Regions from separate parts of the Pan troglodytes genome. Here region 1 is linked to region 2. The links are chromatin contacts, called in public HiChIP or PLAC-seq maps. All regions are on one chromosome and are shown on one strand. Each heading gives the region's core, a stretch centred on a gene start, on an enhancer-like site or on the middle of the called end of the contact. The rest is flanking DNA. Distances are from core to core; before and after follow the strand shown. Region 1 holds the start of ZNF664 (zinc finger protein 664). Region 2 holds the start of EIF2B1 (eukaryotic translation initiation factor 2B subunit alpha).

What was found. HiChIP or PLAC-seq counts read pairs in DNA pulled down with a chosen protein or histone mark.
Region 1: a contact with region 2 is called in an H3K4me3 HiChIP or PLAC-seq map of stem cell-derived excitatory neurons, with 2.1 times the contacts expected there. The contact joins the promoter of ZNF664 here to the promoter of EIF2B1 in region 2. A contact is called at or near these places in 1 of 7 Hi-C or Micro-C datasets (stem cell-derived neural progenitor cells) and 1 of 1 datasets of contacts at active chromatin or transcription factors (stem cell-derived excitatory neurons).

Annotation. Positions count from the first base shown.
Region 1 is chr10:130,794,959-130,797,870 of NHGRI_mPanTro3-v2.0_pri, reverse strand. It overlaps ZNF664 (zinc finger protein 664), which reads right to left and starts at 1,390. Exons shown (of 5, transcript XR_010147852.1): 1 at 1,313-1,390; 2 at 248-382. It overlaps CCDC92 (coiled-coil domain containing 92), which reads left to right and starts at 1,569. Exons shown (of 5, transcript NM_001279803.1): 1 at 1,569-1,756.
Region 2 is chr10:130,455,152-130,457,906 of NHGRI_mPanTro3-v2.0_pri, reverse strand. EIF2B1 (eukaryotic translation initiation factor 2B subunit alpha) reads left to right here and starts at 1,504. Exons shown (of 10, transcript XM_016924561.4): 1 at 1,504-1,730; 2 at 2,521-2,622. The coding sequence starts at 1,718. It overlaps GTF2H3 (general transcription factor IIH subunit 3), which reads right to left and starts at 1,551. Exons shown (of 14, transcript XR_010147841.1): 1 at 1,404-1,551.

The DNA.
Region 1 (2,912 bases), core at 141-2,640, 340 kb before region 2:
CTCCCGGGGAGATTTAGTTGTTAGAGTTCGGCAAGAAAGGTTTCACAAAGGAGCTGAGTTCTGGGGGAAATGAGAGGTGATGTGGCGGAGAGATGGATCCGGACGGGAAAATGTCTGGGAGGGGGGTATACGGAGTTCATGAGAAGCCGGGGACAGTGAGAAAACTGCAGTCGAGTCCTGGAAGGGGTGAGAACGCCTGCGGAGGCGGGAGTCAGAGGGAGGTGGACAGCGCCGGCAGCCAGTTTACCTGGGTGAGAATCCGGCCCTTGTTGTGGTCAAACAATGGAGGCGTCCGGCGGCAGCAGCCTTCTGCGCTGGGTGCGCGAGGGGTTCCTCATCACCTGAGCGGGATGCTCGCCTCCTCTGCCGGACGCAGGGCGCCCTGAAAAACACACAGCACCCCATGCAGCCGGCTCCTCCGCAGCCGCCCGGCTCCCCGGTCCCCTGGCGCGGCCATGACCGCCTCTCCCGGGACCCGCCTGGAAGGGCTCCAAGGCGCGGCTCCACGGGCGACGAGGGCGGCAGCGCTCCCCCTTCCCTCGGCTCCAACAACAATGGAGCCTGGCTCGGGAGTCCGGCTCCCGAGGGGCCTCGCCCGGCCTCGCCCTGCCCGCTGCCCAGCCCTCGCTCGCACCGGCCGCCATCTGCGCCCCCCGGCCCCGCTCCCCCGCACTGCGGGCCCGCGGCCGACCGCCCGAGGCCCGAGGGGCGGCTTCTCAGCCCGGGACCCGCCAGGCTGCGCGGAGCCGCTCTGACCTTCCCCGCCATCCCCAAGGGCCGGGCCGGCCCGAGGCCCATCCTCCGGGATGGGTTGTTTTTCTTTTCTTTAATCCACTCCACCTCCTTCCCACCCCTAGCCCGCTCCCTGGCCCCCGGCCCCCGCCTCCCTCCGGGAAAGAAAGAAAGACTGCAGCCCGGCCGCCGAGAACTCACTCCAAGTGAGGGGAGTCAGCGCCCCAGGCCGCGGGCGCCGCGCACCCACCTCCCTCTCCTCAGGGACACCTCACAGGTGCGCCTCCGAGCCGCGCGCGCGCGCGCTCCGCACACCCAGACGCCTCCGGGGGACAGCGCGCGTGCGCACGCACGAGGCCGGGGAGCCCCGGGGGAGCGGGGGCCGCACGCATGCGCGGCCACCCGGCCCGCGCCCCCACCGCCCGCCTCCGCCCCCGCCCCCCAGCCCCGGCCCGGTCGGGCCCGGCCATCCCCCACCCCAGCGCCCGGCGCGCGCGCGCTCCCGCTCGCCTCCCTCGCTCCTCCCCGCGCCCCCCCACTCCGGGCCGCGTTACCCAGGGCAACCGCAGTGCGGCCGCACCTGAGCTGTGCGCCTGCGTCCCGCGGGCCCGACCCTCCCTTCCCCTCGGCCCTCGCCTCTGCCCCGCCACAGCCGGGCGGAAGGGGGCGTAGCCCGGCCTCGCCAAGTGAATATCGGCGCGCCGCCCCCGCCCAGCTCGGCAGACACAGACCCGCCGCCGCGCCGGCGCCTAGCCCGCCGGGTCAGCGCGGCCAGGCCTCGCCGCCGGCCCCGCTCCCAGGGTGCACCGCGGCTAGCGCTCGGGTGGGAGCGGGCGAGATGCGCCGGGCGGGCGGTGCCCACTGACCTCCCTCGGCGGCCCGTCCCGGGCAGCGCCCGAGCCCAGGCAGCCCCGCCCGCCGCGCCCCGCCCAGCCCATGGGCCACGGGCCCCCGCCGCCGCCCGCCGGGAGGACCGAGCCTAAGAGGGCAGCCGCCTGAAGGAACGCGACGGCGGCGCCCGCAGGTGAGGCGGGGCCCGGGGTGTGTCGAGTCCGGCTCCGCTCACCTGGCAGCGCCGGCGGGGGCGGAGGGGCCGGGCAGGGGCGGAGGGGCCGGGCAGGGGCGGAGGGGCCGGGCAGGGGCGGAGGGGCCGGGCAGGGGCGGAGGGGCCGGGCAGGGGCGGAGGGGCCGGGCAGGGACGGGAGTTCGTGGCGAAGACTTTAAAAACCCTCCCTGCCGGGAGACGGGGGACAGGGTCCTCCTGCCCCACCTCCGGGGCTTGGGAGCCACGTTAGCTCCCCCAGGGGCAGGGGTGGCCCCGGGCGAAGGCAACTCGGGAGACGGCGGAGTCGGGGCAAGAGGGTCCCTGAGGCTCGGCGACCCCCGCGCCCGCCCCCGCGGGGTCCGCCGGCCCTTTCTGGGGAGGGGGCTCCCCGGCCCGGGCTCCAGTCCAGGGTGCGGACCGGCCGCGGCGCGCGCCCACCCCAGTGCCAAGGGGGAGGAGAGGCCGGTCCCGGGGCGCTCTTGTCTGCCCCGGGGTGGGATCGCAGGGCGAGGGATCCGCATTGCAGGTGCACCAGGAGCGCCCCGGGGCCTAGCCCGGCTTTGTCTGGGATGCTGTGGGGAGGAGGCCGTCTGAATCCACATCGCCTTTTTAAATGCTTGTTACCACCCGGGGAACCTTAGAGACCCTCCCTGACAAGTTGTATCGCCTCCCGTCCTGGTAGCCTTTCCGTAAGTACACTACCTGCCAGCCCCTTCCTGAAGCTTTGATGCGGCTTTAGTTTACTCTGAGTAACGATTTGCCTGTGATTCGTGAAACGGAGCAGAATGCACAAACGCAGCAGAGCTCCAGGCTTGGCTACTGGGCTGCCGTCTGCTACGGCGAGGGAGTTTCTCTAACTTAGGTTTTCATGCTGACCTGTATGGTTTCATTTCAAGTTTTGGTATTTAGCAGTACGATCTAGTCCACTAAGGAAAATTAGGCGGCCAGAGAGAAAATATAACCGTGCTTTATAGCTTAGGTTGCAGTAGTCGGTTTTATAACAAAATACAAGCTACCAGGCTGTAATACTTTAACATATTACGCAGTTCCAGAAACCTGTAAGAGTATTAAAACTAGGATTGCCATTTTAAAACTTTTACGTTTGAAATTTATTTAAAGAGCATTGGTATTGATA
Region 2 (2,755 bases), core at 255-2,754:
TTTTTAATAGAAAAACAAAACAAAAAAATGTGTAAATCACACAACAAAGCACCTAGGACAGAAGCACTTAATACAACTGTGTCTGCCAGACAGAAAAAGCGTTGCCTGTAAAGAAAGGTGTGCATCTATACACATGCAATGTCCCTGTGAATTTCCTTCTTTAGTTCGCTACCTCATTTGTAGACAGGAGCAATGCCAGGCCTGCCTCCCTCACAGGGTTGTGGTATGGTTTCACATCAATTAAGAGAGGATAGACAATTATTACAGTTCCTGAAAGGACTCCCCTATCTCTATTCTTGCTCCCCACAGTCCATTTTCCACACAACAGCCACAGTGATCTTTTAAAATTGCAAACCAGATCATAACACTTTCTGGCTTAAAACTCTACAATGTCTTTGTATTGCACCTAAAAATAAAGGCCAACTTCTCTATCACGGCCAATAAGGCCCTGCATGACCTGAAACTGGCTGGTTCTCTGATCTCATCCCTCTAGCCTCCTTTTTCTTCAAGACATCTGACTCTGTATGTGGTAGTTTAATGTATGAATGAGTCTCCCCACCATCCTCTACCCGCAAGCTCTCCATTTCTCCCTTCTCAGTGTAACTTGGTGGCTCAATCTGCCACAGGGCCCATGCACTTAAAGTGCACTTCCCCCAGAACTTCACACAATCATTCAAGTCGGTTTCAATATCCTGCACTTTTCCTAGGCCCCTATCTAAAACAGCTCCTTCTCAATCCTAGTCACAATGTAGTATTGTAACTAGGACCGTACTATTACATCATCTTCATAGCTCTTTTCATCCTTTGAAAAATAATTTATTTTTTAATTTTTTATTGACGAGGTCATGCCCTGTCGGCCATGCTGGGTGCAGTGCTGCCATAATAGCTCACTGAAGCCTCGAATTCCTGGGCTCAAGTGATTCTCCCGCCTCAGTCTCCCGCGTAGCTGGGACCACAGACACGCGCTACCACGCCCGGCTAATATTTCTTTTTTTTTGTAGAGATGGGGTCTGGCTGTGTTGCCCAGGCAGGTCTCGAACTCCCGGCTTGAAGCGATTCTCCCGCCTCGGCCTCCCAAAGTGCTGGGATTACAGGCCTAATCCACCGGGGTGCGACCCCGCCGAAATTATTTTTATTTATTGTCATCTGTTTCACCCACTAGACTGTAACCTCCACTAAGGCCCCTGTCTGTCAACGATCTCTGCTAAAATCCAGAAAATAATGCCTGTACACAGGAGGCGATCCAAAACTATTTACTGAATGAATGACTGAATGCCTTGGCTACTCCTCTAAAGACCAAACGGATTCTATCCAGCCCAAAAGACACATTCCATCTGGCCAGTCGTAGCCAGACCGAGACCGCCGAGCCCTGGAGTCGAAGTCCCGCCCTGCAGGGTCCTCACCGTCTGAAACCATGGCTGTCCCAGCACCTCAGCGCAGAGCAAGTGGTGGTCAGGGGAGCGTCTCAAATCCTGCGCAGCCCAACGTCCGGCGCCGCCAAGTGACGCACAAGGTGCTTTGACTCGTGCCAGCCCCCTAATCTGCGGAAGTGGAGTGCGGGGGTGCGCCGGAAGAGGGGTACGGAAGTGCGCCGGAAGTGGGGTGCGGAGGTGTGCAGCGCGCTGTCAGACTGGCTCGCAGGCGGCGCGGCCGGCGGACCCGTTCGAGACAGCGCGGGCGGCTCGGGTCCCCTGGGGCTCCGCAGCAGGAGGACGCCATGGACGACAAGGGTAAATCAAGACAGGCCAGGGCTGCTAGGCTACAGCAGCGCCATTCAGGGGTCCCCCCAACCTCTCACATCCAGGCTGAGCTCCCGAAGAGATTTCTTTTGAATTTCAGGCTGCTCCGCTGGTTGTGTTTCCAGAGTCACAACTAAATCCCTCGCGCTGCTCTTGTTTTCAGGGATGCGCCCTGGCAGTATCTGCAGGCATCCCTCCCACACATACGCTCCTTCCCAGTGCCAGTCTCCTTCCTGCCTTGTTGGATCTGTCATTAAAATTAGAATGAATAAGGCATATTTGATGTGCTCATCTAGTATGGTTATTAAGTGAAAAACAAGGGCAAACTAATACACTTTTCATGTAAAGAAATAAAGGGGAGTGGGTGGAACTCCATGTATAATATTTGTAACATATATGTGTATGTGAATAGACATGTATTAGCATAGACTGTCTGGAGGGGTGCAGGAGAAATTGGCAAGATGGTTGACTCTGGGATCCTCTCAGATTTTAGGACCAAAGATGCTGAAGAGAGAAAGACTTTTCGTCATCATTTACTCGGGCTTAATTTTTAGGCCTTGCACACCAGTAGCTTTTTCAAAATAAAAAAGAGCTCTTGCAAACAGCAAAGTGGTATTTTCTCTATTCCCATCAACATTTATTGCATCCCTGAAACCAAATACCCTAGAAAGAAAGTATTTTTTAAATTGTTTGCTTCTTAAAGTCAACAGTCATTAACAAGCTCTCTTGCCTTATAAGCTGCTAAATGAATGAGATGAATCACTTTTTTCCCTTTTTCCAGAGTTAATTGAATACTTTAAGTCTCAGATGAAAGAAGATCCTGACATGGCCTCAGCAGTGGCTGCCATCCGGACGTTGCTGGAGTTCTTGAAGAGAGATAAAGGTATATAGAGAGTCATCTGTTAACACTCTGGGACTTAGGAAAGTCTTTTTTTTTTTTTTTTTTTTTTAAAGAGACGGAGCCTCACTCTGTCGCCCAGGCTGGAGTGCAGTGGCGAAATCTTGGCTCACTGCAA